Regions from separate parts of the Mus musculus genome. Here regions 1, 3, 4 and 5 are each linked to region 2. A link is a contact called in public ChIA-PET and promoter capture Hi-C data. All regions are on one chromosome and are shown on one strand. Each heading gives the region's core, a stretch centred on a gene start, on an enhancer-like site or on the middle of the called end of the contact. The rest is flanking DNA. Distances are from core to core; before and after follow the strand shown.

The links. Promoter capture Hi-C pulls out the DNA fragments that hold promoters and counts their contacts. ChIA-PET counts read pairs in DNA pulled down with a chosen protein or histone mark. Capture Hi-C pulls out chosen DNA fragments and counts their contacts.
Region 1: a contact with region 2 is called in a promoter capture Hi-C map of hematopoietic stem and progenitor cells, with 2.1 times the contacts expected there. The contact joins the promoter of Scamp5 here to the promoter of Edc3 in region 2. A contact is called at or near these places in 4 of 39 promoter capture datasets (the C10 cell line, hematopoietic stem and progenitor cells, maxillary cranial neural crest and 1 more), 1 of 484 Hi-C or Micro-C datasets (embryonic stem cells), 2 of 115 datasets of contacts at active chromatin or transcription factors (large pre-B cells and microglia) and 3 of 9 other capture datasets (adipose tissue, liver and pancreatic islet).
Region 3: a contact with region 2 is called in a promoter capture Hi-C map of pancreatic islet. The contact joins the promoter of Mpi here to the promoter of Edc3 in region 2. A contact is called at or near these places in 7 of 39 promoter capture datasets (embryonic stem cells, erythroid cells, frontonasal cranial neural crest and 4 more), 3 of 484 Hi-C or Micro-C datasets (B cells, embryonic stem cells and muscle stem cells), 8 of 115 datasets of contacts at active chromatin or transcription factors (the SCID.adh cell line, bone marrow-derived macrophages, craniofacial prominence and 5 more) and 3 of 9 other capture datasets (adipose tissue, liver and pancreatic islet).
Region 4: a contact with region 2 is called in a promoter capture Hi-C map of liver. The contact joins the promoter of Cox5a here to the promoter of Edc3 in region 2. A contact is called at or near these places in 6 of 39 promoter capture datasets (the C10 cell line, cranial neural crest, erythroid cells and 3 more), 5 of 484 Hi-C or Micro-C datasets (CD4 T cells, CD8 T cells, CD8 central memory T cells and 2 more), 15 of 115 datasets of contacts at active chromatin or transcription factors (the 230-238 cell line, the SCID.adh cell line, Th17 cells and 10 more) and 3 of 9 other capture datasets (adipose tissue, liver and pancreatic islet).
Region 5: an RNA polymerase II ChIA-PET map of memory CD8 T cells shows a contact between it and region 2, with 2,597 read pairs. The contact joins the promoter of Ubl7 here to the promoter of Edc3 in region 2. A contact is called at or near these places in 10 of 39 promoter capture datasets (the C10 cell line, the HPC-7 cell line, HPC-7-derived erythroid cells and 8 more), 1 of 484 Hi-C or Micro-C datasets (granulocyte-monocyte progenitors), 5 of 115 datasets of contacts at active chromatin or transcription factors (embryonic stem cells, large pre-B cells, memory CD8 T cells and 2 more) and 4 of 9 other capture datasets (adipose tissue, embryonic stem cells, liver and 1 more).

The regions. Positions count from the first base shown.
Region 1 is chr9:57,466,762-57,469,461 of GRCm38.p6, forward strand. It overlaps Scamp5 (secretory carrier membrane protein 5), which reads right to left and starts at 1,299. Exons shown (of 7, transcript NM_020270.3): 1 at 1,172-1,299.
Region 2 is chr9:57,707,123-57,709,822 of GRCm38.p6, forward strand. Edc3 (enhancer of mRNA decapping 3) reads left to right here and starts at 1,447. Exons shown (of 7, transcript NM_153799.3): 1 at 1,447-1,577.
Region 3 is chr9:57,551,319-57,554,018 of GRCm38.p6, forward strand. Mpi (mannose phosphate isomerase) reads right to left here and starts at 1,434. Exons shown (of 8, transcript NM_025837.2): 1 at 1,386-1,434; 2 at 829-956. The coding sequence starts at 1,401.
Region 4 is chr9:57,519,940-57,522,639 of GRCm38.p6, forward strand. It overlaps Cox5a (cytochrome c oxidase subunit 5A), which reads left to right and starts at 1,293. Exons shown (of 5, transcript NM_007747.2): 1 at 1,293-1,476. The coding sequence starts at 1,389.
Region 5 is chr9:57,909,718-57,912,417 of GRCm38.p6, forward strand. Ubl7 (ubiquitin-like 7 (bone marrow stromal cell-derived)) reads left to right here and starts at 1,269. Exons shown (of 11, transcript NM_001122873.1): 1 at 1,269-1,342.

The DNA of each region.
Region 1 (2,700 bases), core at 49-2,548, 240 kb before region 2:
ACAAGTCCCAGGACTCCTAATCCCCTCTACTAACACTCCATTTTCGATGGCCCATCCCTGCCACGGTTCTCTCTCAGCAATGGAGAGCTGGTCCTATCTCTCCAAGTTCCCACAGACGCTAAACTAGCAACCCCAAGCAAAATCTCTCTGCCAACCGTGGCCCTGCCAGAATCATCTCCCTCTTTCACAGTCCTGATGGAGAAGACATAATGGGTAACGCACGGGTTGCACATTTCTCTAGACCATCCCTCCCACACACACCACAGACAGGCTGGGGTGGAGCAGCAGTGCTTCATGCCCACCTCTGAACTTTGTCCATTACCACACTGAGATGCCCTCTCTCGCCTCTGCCTCCTTCCAAATCCCACCTCCAGAAAGTCTCCTCCTGACAGCTGCTGCCTCTTGTCTCTGTCTCCAGCCCTGGCCTTTGCTGATCTCCTCAAGTCGGCCTTTAACAACCAATTATCAGTCCTAGTCTTACTTGACTCCCCCAGACTCCAGATCAGGAGAACCTCAAGGCAAGGACGGGGATTGGTTCTTACACATCTCCCCTCCTTCCTCGTGACTGACTGGTGCTAATGCTGGATGCGCTACATCCAGCACCCCCATCCCACTCCCCAAAGCCCTGGTGGTATCCGGGCCCTAGGCAGTGCACCCATCCCCCTCCTCCAAAAACCAGGCTGCTCAGACCCGCGGTACAAAGGTCGGCCTTCCAGGGATGAGTACAACTTGGGTCCACCTGCAGGTGCCTTTTGTGATACCACGGTCACTAGATTCCAGACGTTCCCATCCCCGGCCGCATGCGCCATCCCAAAAGGAGGAGGCCGGCTTCCAGGGAATGCCAGGTGGAACTCGGGGTTTGTGGGGTGGAGGGCCCAAAGCCCAGGCTCCATCCAAGGGCCTGACGTCACCCAAATCCCGGGCTCCCTCTGCGGGGACAGAGGAAAGAGGAAACAGGAATGGGGAGGAGGATTTAGGGGTGTACAAAGAGCGCTTACCACCCCAAGCAGGAAAGGTCACCTCGACTCCCCACCTCTCCAGAAGCTCGACCTACCCCCTCAAATGAAGAGGGACTCTTTGAAGGCAGAAAATTGGAGCCGCTGACACCTCTCCAACCCAGCTCGTAGCTTCCCCGCAGTGCCCTCCTTGGGTCTCCAGGCCCAGGACTCACCAGCCCCGACCGCTCGGCTGCAGAAAGGTAGTCGCGCTGCGCCGCGCTGAGCTGCGCTGCACCGGGCGATCAGGCGCGGAGCGGGCCGCGAGCGGCTCCCGGATTGGGGGCGGGGAGCGTGCGCGCGCGTCCGAGGCGGGCCCGCGCGCTCCCGTGCCGCCCTGCCTGCTGCAACCACTCTCGCGAGACTCCCACACTGCTCGTAAGGCTATTCCACGAGCGCTCGCGAGAAGCAAGGCACCGGCGCCTCCGCACCTTGCAGGAGCTGTCCGTGGTGCTAAATATTCGGCCGTTCCTCGTCCAGGTGCTAGGTGGGCACCTTGGGGACAAGAGCACAGTGAGTGCATAGAAAGGAGAAACATACAGTAGTGCCAGCAACTAGTGCCTTAACTTCCACATCTGCAAAGTGGGAAGAATAACCCCCATACCAATCGCAGGGACCTGTGGGATGTACCGGGAAAGAGGAAGAGACAGCTTGATGAGGGGCTGGAGAAATGGCTCAGTGGTTAAGTGTACTTGTTGTGCTCTTACAAAGGGTTGGGGTTTGATTCCTAGCACCCATATGGTAGTACCATAACCCCAGTTCCGGGGATCCAAATCCAGAGTGCTTGTCTCTGTGAGTTCAAAGGCAGCTTAATCTTCATAAGTTCCAGGACAGTTGGAGCTACATAGTGAGATCTCAGAGACAGACAGAGAGAGACAGAGAGAGCACAGGTGTGTGGGTTGATTCACATCAATATTCCTAGCCCTTCCAAGACACAGGCAATGGGGTCAGTGCAAGTTCAAAGCCAGTTTATCTACACAGCAAGTGGGGAAGTACTGGACTACCAGGATACACATGAGCTACTGTCTCAAAAAGGAAGGGAAATAAGGAATAGAAGAATAAGGAATAGCTCTGAAAAAAAAAAGACAAGAAAGAAGAAGAAGGAAAGAGATAATAATGTACAGATGTTAACAGCAAGAATGAGAAGGGACCAAGGTAAATGCTTACAAGTGCAGAATTAGTGTAGCTCCGAGACTCCTTGGCGACATGGGGCTGGGGTAGGAAGACAAGCTGCCATTGTGAGTGGTGTTTACATAGTAAAACCCTGTGGGTCCTCCACAGCCAAGGCCATCCCCTGCCCTGCCAACCAATGGCTTCGATCCCTCACCCACACCACCCTGGGCCTGGAAGAGGGCTTCAGTGGGTGGGATACACTGCAGGGATTCTTTGCCCAGACTAAGGGCCCATTGTGTGGCTCTAGCCTGCTGGCACTGGGGCCTCACTCCCACAGCTGGCATGGGAAGGGAGGGAGAGGAGAAGAGCAGACAAGAACAAGTGCAGAAGAGACCAGAAGGAGGCTGAGCTGGCCGAACAGGAAGCAGCAGAAGCTACCAGACCAGCCAGAAGGAAGAGTCCCAGCCTTCAAACAGAGACCAGATTCTCTTTTATTTTCAATTTCTTTTTATTTTTTATGATTATTTTGATGTATAAAAATTATATATAATTTTTCATTGTTATATTTTGTGCGGGGTGTTTTGCCTACATA
Region 2 (2,700 bases), core at 197-2,696:
GTGGTCAAAAGAGAGTGTTAGATCCCTTAGAACTGGAGTTATGGACAGTTGTGGGAAATGCTTTTAACTTCTGAGCCATCTCTCCAGCTTCTCTTTTCTCTTATTTTCTTTCTCCTCCCTCCCTCCTTCCTCACCCTCTCTCTTTCTTTCTTGGTGTGCTCAGAAATACTCCCCATAAGATTTAACCATGCTCAGTGGTGGTGCATGCATGCCTTTAATCCCAGCACTTGGGAGGCAGAGGCCATCCTGATTTACAGAGCAAGTTCCAGAGCTACATAGAGAAACCTTCTCTTGAAAAACCAAGAAGAAAAAATGAAAGAGATTTCACCTCAACAATGTTTTTCTTTTCGTAAGCACCACTAATTTCTCACCTCTAGTCAAACAGTATTGAGTATCTCAGCAAGGCAAAAGTTTCACTATGTAGTTCTTGTTAAGCGCAACCATTTCTCCAGCCCCACCTAGCCAGAACCACAGAATCTTTTTTTTTTTTTTTTTTTTTTTTTTTGGTTTTTCGAGACAGGGTTTCTCTGTGTAGCCCTGGCTGCCCTGGAGCTCACTTTGTAGACCAGGCTGGCCTCGAACTCAGAAATCCGCCTGCCTCTGCCTCCCGAGTGCTGGGATTAAAGGCGTGCACCACCACGCCCGGCTGGAACCACAGAATCTTAATTCAAAATAACAAATGGCCCCAATAGTCTTTAAATTTTCCTCCGAAACTTCACAAGCCAGGCAATCTGCAGTGCTCTCAACATTCTTAACTTCCAGTCTCCTACAGAACAGCTCACTGAGCTCTCATGGCTTTTCTAGCCTAAAATTCCAAAGTCCTTCCGAAACATGATCTGGTCTGTTCACAATACCCCACTCCTGGTACCAATTTATCTTAGTTTGGATTTCTATTGCTGAGATGAAACTCCATGACCACAATCAATTTGGGAAGGAAAGGGTTTATTCAGCTACACTTCCATATCACTATTCATCAAGAAAGGTTCTTGGAGTCAGGAGCTGGTACAGAGGCCACTGAAGAGTGTGGGTTACTGGCTTGCTCCCCATGCTTGCACAGCCTTTTTTCTCAGGAAAAAAAGCCCAGGACTACCAGCTCAGGGAGGGCCCCAGTTACAATAGCCTAGGCCCTCCCCACTCAGTCACAAATTAAGAGAAATATTGCATAGGCTTACTTACAGCCAGATCTTATAGAGCCATTTTCTCATTTGAGGTTCCCTCCTTTCAGATAACTTTAGCTTGTGTCAATTTGACAAACTAGCCAGCATAGTTCCTTCCTCCCATTCTCTTTCTTACTCCACTCAGATTTCACACACAGAAAACATCTTAGCTGCCTTGTCCATCAACCCTTAACATTACCCCAAGCTCTCAAATTTCCCGGGAGCCCCGCCCCTTGGCTCCGCCCTGTGTCAACGGAAGTGACATCACTCCGGGTAGGCCGAGACGCGGGGGCGTTTCCGGCGGAGGTGGCGGCTGCTTCTGTGTCTGTGGCGGTGGGCGTGAAGCCCCTCGGTGGGGTTTTGGCGAGCGAGGTCGTCTTGGTGTGCTGTGCAGCGCAGGCGGGGGCAGGCGGCGGGGAGGTGAGCACGAGGAAGGCTGCGTGTTCGCGGGTGCCCGTTGGCTGGCGCTTCCGGGTGGTCAGCTCGGTTTGCTTGTTAGGCTGCAGGCTTCCCGGCCTTGTAGATCTTTATATTGGCGGACAGGAGCTGCGGGTGTGTGTGTGTGTGTGTGCGCGCGCGGGTGTGTGTGTGTGTGTGCGCGGGTGTGTGTGTGTGTGTGTGTGTGTGTGTGTATATGCGTGCGCGCTCAAGAACCTTGTGTGTGCGCGCGCGCGCCCGCGCAGAAATTGTGGGGGTGCGCGCGTGCGGGCGTGTGGGGTACTCACTGGGTTAGGTATAGCCCAAGGATTCGGATTGGAGGCAATAACGGCTTGGTCTGTCTCAAGCCCGCTTTGGTTGCCACTGTGACTTCTCAAAGAGCCATTGCTCTTTGCCTTCATTTTCTTTGACCAGTGAGGTTAATAGCCAGTCGTGCGAGTGCCTCATAGTAGATGAGAACTTGTGTAACTTGTGAAGGACTGGGGTGTGGGACTAGAGATAGTGATGCCCTGCCAGAGCGCACGCACACTTAGCTGCCCTCGATGCACTGCCGCAGTTATCCTTTCTGTGTTGTGACTGCAGATATTAGTAATACTTGATCTGTGGTTTTAAGTGTTGGGGTGTGTTGGAGGAATAGTCTTCATCAACTTTAGTTGATTTTCAGTCTCCCCGTTGCAGAGTTAAAAGGACCCTTAATCTTTCCACAATCAAAATGACTATCCCCGAGTTATTCGTGGCTCATCTGGAACCCTCAGGTGGAACCCAGTTTTTTGTTTTTTGATTTTTGTTTTTTTAAAGAGAATGATGTATCTGTTTTGTTTGGGCACAAAATTCTTAGTTTTTGGTTTCTCTGAAGTAAAAGTAGTTGCAAAGAATGACCTTTTTTTGGTGACAGGCACTCAGTATATAGTTCTAGGTTAGAGCTACATAGTGAGAACCTGTAGAATTGTCTGTGTAGGTCAAACTGGCCCGGAACTCACAACGATCCTCCTGCCTCTGCCTCCAGAGTGCTGGGATTAAAGGCCTTCACTCTTTGACTACCAGGATTACTGGTTTTGATGTTACTGAGACATTTGGCCACTTGGGTCCCCTATTACCGAGTAAT
Region 3 (2,700 bases), core at 184-2,683, 160 kb before region 2:
TGAAAGTCAAACACTTGTTTATGGCTAGGGCTGCTGTTACATGTCTTTAGTCCTAGCACTCAGTACACAGAGGCCAAGAGATTGGACATTCGAGGTCTTTCTCAATTGTACAGCAAGTTTGAAGCCAGCCTGGGCACTCTGAGACAAGTTCTCAAAAAATCAAAACAAAGCCGGGTGTGGTGACGCACGCCTTTAATCCCAGCGCTTGGGAGGCAGAGGCAGGTGGATTTCTGAGTTCGAGGCCAGCCTGGTCTACAAGAGTGAGTTCCAGGACAGCCAGGGCTACACAGAGAAACCCTGTCTTGAAAAGAAAAAAAAAAAAAAAATCAAAACAAATGAAGATTCAGTAAGAGCTAGATCTACTAGGATACAAGAAATGACACATGTTTAAGCTATGTGTGGTGGTGCATACCTTTGATCCCAGCACTCAGGAAGCAGAGGCAGCCAGATCTCTTGAGTTAAAGGCCAGCCTAGTCTACAGAACAAGTTTCAAGACAGATAAACACATAAAGAAACTAACACTCTCTCTCTCTCTCTCTCTCCACCCCCCTCTGTGTGTGCGTGTGGCGGGCTGTCCCAGATATTTTATCCTCTCTTATATGAGGCAGGATCTTGGAGGAGAGATCAGACAGATTCTCCTCCTTCAACCTCCCTAGTTGTGTGATTGCAATGCTCTGATTACGCTTTCTTTGTGCATGTATTTGCACTGATCCCAGAACCAAGAGAATATCTACACGCTACAGAGATTCCTCCCAACTGATCCATATGGCTTGTGTCAGATCCTTTGGTCTCACGGTAAAGTGGACTGATGTGCAGTCAGGGTCTTACCTCTGCATATGGCTTGTCCTCTGAAATCTGGGCCAGTGGATCACTGCTAGCCAGCAGGCATGCCACTTCACTTTTGGAGCCCACCTTCCCCCAGGCATACTGCTGCACCACACAGGAAAGTGGGAACACTGGGGACACAGACAGAAGGTTAGCTGCCATTCCACTCTTCAGACCTGGCCCTAGTGCTGGGGAACCAGGAATGGGGGAGGGGACTCTAAGGCCATAGACGTAGAGTCTATGACTTGTGGAAGGTCACTCCTCTCTTCCACAATCGTCGATATTCCTATCTGTGAGATTGGCAGATACGGATCTTCTCTGCCACGGAAAAGAATTGAGTTGGGGTGATGGGGAAGGAAAAGGAACTAACGACTCATTTCTCTGCAAGCGGTCAGTCCCGAAGTGATTCGAGTGATACGACCCCCGGCTATACTACCCACCCCAGATCCTATCCTTGTGCTCAGCGACCACAGAAATGGTCACGATCCGCTAGGTCTTGCCAGTATAGGTCCCCAGGACGCGACCACCACCAAGATAGCTAACATGGGTAAACGGCTCACCTCGCGGACTCGCCATCCCAGTTGCCTGAAACCCGGCTTCAGGAACGTTAAGTTCTTCCCAGCAGCCTCCGCTTTTTCTGCGCGCGGAGCTTCACGGGAAATGTAGTTTGCAGAGCCCACCGCCTCTTCCCTGAGCAGTCAGGAGATTCTGTTGCCTAAAAGCATTATCCCTAACTCTTGATTTCAACAGTCCTGCTTCAGCCTTCTTTTACCCGTATGTAAATACTGAGAACTCGCTAAGTATCACAGATTGTTCCAAGCATACATCAGAGAACAAAATAGCACTACTTTTGTGCTTTTTCGGGGCCTTTAGTCTAGAGAAGGGAAGTAATTCAATAAATCTTATCAGTGTGTTAAAAGGCAATAAATAGCGAAGCATAGTGGCACACTCCTATAATTCCTGTAGTTAGGGAGCCAAAGCAGAAAGCTTGTCTTGAGTTTGAGACCAGCCCTGTTACAACGGTCATCTGGGTAAAAAGGAGAGATTTGAGGAAGAGTGAAGAGTGTTCCTGGCAGAAGAAAGAGCTAGCAAGAATCTCTAGTGCTGGAACTTGGGAATGTGCCTATACTGTACACGATTAAATAACAAAGAGGTCAACACTATCTGGGCAAAGGGACACACAAAGGCAGGGAGGCAGGCAGGCACGCACGCACGCACATATGCGTGCACGTACAGCGAAGGAAAGGGGGTCAAGCAAAACACGCGATGTATAGGGTCATGTGCTTTCATGAGGATTTTAGAGGTTCCCCTGAGTGCCAGTGGTTAGAAGGTTATTGGTGTGATGTAACTATGATGGTGGTCGCAGATGTTACTACCCTCTTCCACCCCCTATGAACTTCTGTTTCTTGCTCTGTAGAATGGGGATAGTAATGTATAGATCTACCAGATTTATTGTAGGACCTAAGAGGACTGTAAAGCAGTCAGTGCTGTGTCCCTCTGACCCTCCCATCCTAGGTGATTCCAGAACCCAGCACTCCTCCAGTCTGAGCTGCTCACAAGCTGTGCATAGGACAGAGAGGAGGCGTCCCCAGGAACCCTGCACAGGGAAGGCAGGGGATGGACTTTTGTTAGAGTAATCTTGTTACATCCTCTGTAGAAAGTCTCTGCCATCCGGACCTCCACAACAGCCTACAAGGAGAGAACCCAGCTGGAGACCCAGACTCTCAGCTGCCAAAGCTCCTGGGAACTGGAGAGAGAGGAGAGAGGGGAGATGGGAGGGGGAGGGGAAGGGGGGAGGGGAGAAGGGGAGGGAGAGGGGGAGGGGAGAGGGGGAGGGAGAGGGAGAGAGAGATAGAGAATATTAGACGCTGGAGA
Region 4 (2,700 bases), core at 43-2,542, 190 kb before region 2:
ACCTTAGTGTTCTATTGCTGTGAAGAGACCACAGCAACTCTTATAAAAGTAAGCATTTAACTGGGGCTGGCTTACAGTTTTAGAGATCAGTGTCCATTATCATCCAGGCAGAAAGCACGGCAGGAATGGTACTGGAGAAGTAGCTGAGAGTTCTACATTTGAAGGTAGCAGGAAGAGAGAGACTCTGAACCTTGCATGGGCTTTTGAAACCCCAAAGCCCACCCCCAATGACACACTTCTTCCAACAAGGCCACACCTTCTAATCCCTCTCAAATAGTGCCACTCTCTGATGACCAAGCATTCAAATATATGAGACTATGGGAGCCATTCTTATTCAATAACTACCACACCTTATAACCAAAAATAAAATTAAGATAACTAACATATGTCCCATAATTGGCTCAGAGAAGTCAAGATTAGGAAAGCCAATTCATGGATTCATACTCGTTTAATCAAGGTACATTTTTTTCATTTTTCGTTTACTTATTCATCCGTGCCTTCATTTCATTTGTAAAGTTTATTTACATGTATGTGTGTGAGTATATAGCACAGCACAATGTGGGTACTTGTGATGTCCAGAAGAGGGTGTCAGATTCCCTTGGAGCGGGAGTTACAGACAGTTGGGAGCCACCTGATGTGAAGTAAACGTGAGTCCTCTGAGAGCGCAGAAAGTTAATAAACTATTAACTACTGAGCCACAGAAAGCACTTTATCCACTAAACCGTCTATCTTCCTAGACCCTAAACAACGTAATTTTTGAGTCGGTTTCCTAATGGGTAAAAGTAAATAATTGGGCTTTAGTGGGTGGGGGAGGATCATGTGACCCAGGCTGTCCTTGAATCCCCTTTCCCCCTGCCTCCAAAATGTTGATTATTGTCTTGAGTCACTACTCCCAGTATGATTTTTTTTTTTTCTGAGACTCAGGTTGCATAAGAGAGCCTGAAATTCCTAATACTTAGCCTGTAGAGGGCTAGAATTATAGCATACACCAACGCGCGGGGGCAAAGCGGTTATTCTTATTATAGTTTGCCGTTATTATCGCTACAATTCCAAATTGTGATAGTCTCCTCTGTTGGCGATTCCAAATCCACATTGTCCATTGCTCACCCTGCCTTTCCTCCCACGCAGGAATGTTCACTACGGTCACCCGGGTCATCGGACCAGCTTTGGCGCGGCGCCGACGTGGTTTGTCCTCCACGGCCGCCGTAGCCGCCGGCGACCGCATGGCGCCCCACCCGCTTCCGTAGGCGCGAGCTCCGCAGTGGGCCGGCCTTATGCTCCGCCCAGCGTGCGTCGCTGCGTGAGTCCGGCCCCCGCGAACTGCTGTACCGCCCGCGAGCTCACACCGGCTTCTCGTCAGCCTCAGCCAGTGCGCTGTGGTCGCCGTCATGCTCGCCGCTGCCCTCCGTCGCTGTACCGCAGCCGCGGCTGCCCGAGGCCTCCTGCACCCCGCCTCGGCTCCCAGCCCCGCCGCCGGTAAGGTCCGCGCCCGCCACAGCCCTCGCTCGCGTGTCCTTGCTGTGACCTGGGCTCCCGCCGCCACTCGAGGGCAGGCTCCCTGGCGGCCTAGCCTTTGCCCTGCGAGCCGGCATTGGAGCCCGGTGACCGCAGTGCGTCCGCGGCCGTCTGGAGTCGTGTAGGAGACTCCTCCGGGCCTCCCTCCCCGCCACTTCCTGATGCCGAACCCGCGGCCAGTCAGGTGTGTGGACTTGCCGGGGTCGCCGAGGACGAGCTCAGCACTTCCTTTCAGTCTCTGGGCCGTGACCGTTCCCTGCGCTGACCCCGCAGCCACCTGACCGGGAGTGGCCCCCGCCGGCCTGCGGCATCTTGGCGAAGGTGACATTGAGCCTCCGGGCGCGCCGCCCGCCTCTGCGTTTCCTAGAACACAATTTGATTCCCCAGTGGGACACAATACCCTTTTAGCCCTGATCAGGCAATTCTCTGCTGGCATTTTTGTGTCACCTTCATAACTGGGTACGGCCACGTTTGAGGACTGTTGAGCCACATTTTAGCCCTGCGTTTCAAATAGATAATTTAAAGTGTGGTTTCTTGCGGCTTGTAAGAGAGCCTGAACATTGACAAATATTAATGGAAAGAATGATAACGTTTACAAGATTGGGTACCAAATACTGAGGAATACTGGGTGTACAAACATGGGAAAGCTTCGTGGATTCCCCTCCACCCGTTTAAAATGAGAAGCTTCAGTGCTGACTTATGAAGTATTATGTTTGGTTGCTTGTTTCCCCTTCTGTGTGATCAGGAGATTTTGTGTCCCATCACTGTCCACCCCCATTGCTGAGGGGGAACCAAGGGCCCTGCATTGCTAGATAATTGCTCTGCCACTTGGTGTGTTCTCAGACCCTCTCCACTTAGCACGGTACATCTATCTTACTTTTGGTTTTGTTTGGTTGTGGTATGTGTCAGCTGTGTAGCCTGGCTGTCCTGGAACTCTTTGTAAACCAGGCCGGCATCGGCCTAAAATAAATAGGAGTATTTTATTTTAGAAACAGGGCCTCTATAGCCCAGACTAGACTAGAACTCAGAATGGTACTAAAAGGGCTATCGAGGAACTTATTGCATTCCTCTTGCCTCCTAAGTGCAGGGATTAACCTTGGGAGCCACCACACCCGGCACAGGCATTATACTTTAATCACAGTAGTTGTGTGCTTGGATCCTGGTCTGAGATACATTAGTGTTTTA
Region 5 (2,700 bases), core at 19-2,518, 200 kb after region 2:
GTTTCTCTGTGTAGCCCTGGCTGTCCTGGAACTCACTATGTAGACCAGGCTGGCCTCAAACTCAGAAATCTGCCTGACTCTGCCTCCTGAGTGCTGGGCTTAAAGGCGTGCGCCACCACGCCCGGCAAGAATACAACTTTTACACTTGTGTACACAGTAGCTATTATGAACTTTTTTTAAAAAAAAGATTTATTTATGTATTTTATACACTGTCACTGTCTTCAGACACACCAGAAGAGGGCACCGGATCCCATTATAGATGGCTGTGAGTCACCACTTGGTTGCTGGAAATTGAACTCAGGACCTCTGGAAGAGCACTCAGTGCTCTTAACTGCTGAGCCTTCTCTCCAGCCTGAACTTTATCTTTTAAAATTACATTTTTTTATTAGTGTGTGTGTGTGGTCAGTTTTGGGGAGTCAGTTCAATCCTTTCACCATTTGTTCCCGGGGAGGTCCTCAGGTTTGAATGCAAGTGCTTTTACCTGCTGAGCCATCTCACCCGTCCCTCAGCTTCACAGTTTTAAAGTTGGTTGTTTTTGGTTATTGTTTTCCTTAATTGTGGAACTTTCTGAGAAAAATCACTTCTCTCTTGAGTTTAGCTAACTCTAACTTTTGTGTAAACTCAATCCAATTTGATTGTGCATTAGTTTCTCAGCCATCTAAAACAGGCAGTGTCTCCACGAAAGTTCAGTGGAAATTCCCCTCCCCAAACTGATTCTACGAATGACTGTGTTATAAACCCCATTGTTGCATGTTCGCGGTGGGCCAGAAACCCGACTTAATCACTCCCCTTACGGACTCAACTTTTAGCGCCCTGGTGCGCTGCCACAAGGCAGGTTTCCTGGGAGAAAGGAGCAAGAAGCACAAGAGGCTGGCTACGTGGGAGAACTGCGTCTTCATCGGAAGGGCCGCGGGGCGCCTGTCCACTTAGGAACCCGTCCCCCTCGGAGAAGGCTCGCCCTCCGGCCTAGGACTCCTCCAAACCCGGGACAACCAACAGGCTTCACATATATCCCTGGAGAGCGCGGGAATCATCGGGCTATTGGCTGCTTTCGAAAATTCCACACTGAGTCTCCCTACCTCAGGTGGTGGTACAATTGTGTCTGACAGAAAGCTACAACCTACTGGCTTCTAGGACCTCAAACTGCTCGTGCTCGCACTCACGCCTCCTAGGACCCGGAAGCATTGCCACTAGCTGCTGGACGGCCATTTATAAGGGGCTGGGTCTCAGTGAAAACTATAGTCCCCAGAATGCAGCGCGGAGCTTCCGGTTTCCGGCAAGAGGACCAGAGTGAGTGTTTACACCGGCGGCTCGCTGCGGCCGGGTTCCTTCCGCGGGACGGGTGAGGGCGCTGGGCCCCCTCCCTGGGCGCGCGGGGCTCTCGTGGGTCCGGAGTAGCTAACTGGTCCCACGAGAGAGGTGGGGTTGTCAACATTGTCCCTACTCACGACTAGGTATCTGTGACCTTGGGCCAAGAGACTTCAGCTTTCTGAGTCTTTATTCCTGATCTGTAAAATAAGGACAATGATGCCAGTTTCAGGAGACAGTTGTGAGGATTGAAATCGGTATACAAAAACCTCCTTTCTCGCTTTAAACCTAAAGGTGGATAGTACCTTGAAGTCCGCTGGGTCGCACCACAGTTTTTTCTTAGCCTTGTCTTTACTGCAAGAGACCTCTTTGGCAGAAATAGTGTCTGTAACAAGGACTGGTCTTGCGGTACAAGGCTCTTGCACCCTTTGAATTTTTAGATTTATTTTGTGGGCATTCATATATGTCAGGCTGGGGACTGTGTTAGAAAAGCTCTAGTCTTGGCTTTCAAGAATGGGGGGGGTTTCACAAATATGAGGGACGCAATGAGAAGTTGAGAAGTAAATAAGTTGTACAAGGGAAAAAGCAGCAAAGAGAAGGTAGCTTTCTAAGTCTGGCATCTGGTAATGAAGCTGGCTGACTTGTCCTCAAATCTATTGATTTGTGTTGCTCTTTTGCCTTGAGGGAACAGGGAATGTGTGACCAAGAAGAGAGCATGGAACCGATGTGTTTGTGTGGGTCTTGGTAGGAGTTTGCTAAGAGGCCAAAAAGGGAAGAGAACTTATATGCAAAGACAGGAGGTGAGCAGAGTTACATATAGGGGACAACTTTGTTATGAAGTATACTTACGTGTGTTGTTATAAAGGGGCAGGGCTGGGTCTATTGAAGAAAGCTGGTAGGCGTCAGAATAAATGGGTTTGTAATCTGGCTGTGGAGTTAACACCCACCTGTTCATAGAAGTGCTTTGGGATTAATGGGGGCCTTCTAAGCAGTTAAGTTTGTTAGATCTGTGTTTTAACAATAAGACATTGGGTGGTGCTATAGATCTCTGATAAGGGCAGGCAAGAGAGACAAGGGCCCTCCTTAAAGTGTTGTTATAGCTAAATCAAAAGCTGGAGAAGAAAACCAGAAATGAGTGTGTAGAAGGGAGAGGGTTGGGTGATCTTGCTTGAACCTCACAACATTCCTATCCAACTGATTGGCCTTTTGTGTTTACTTTTTTTTTTTTTTTCTTTTGTTTTTTTGAGACAGGGTTTCTCTGTGTAGCCCTGGCTGTCCTGGAACTCACTTTGTAGATCAGGCTGGCCTTGAACTCAGAAATCCTCCTGCCTCTGCCTCCCAAGTGCTGGGATTAAAGGCGTGTGCCACCAATGCCCGGCTTTTGTGTTTACT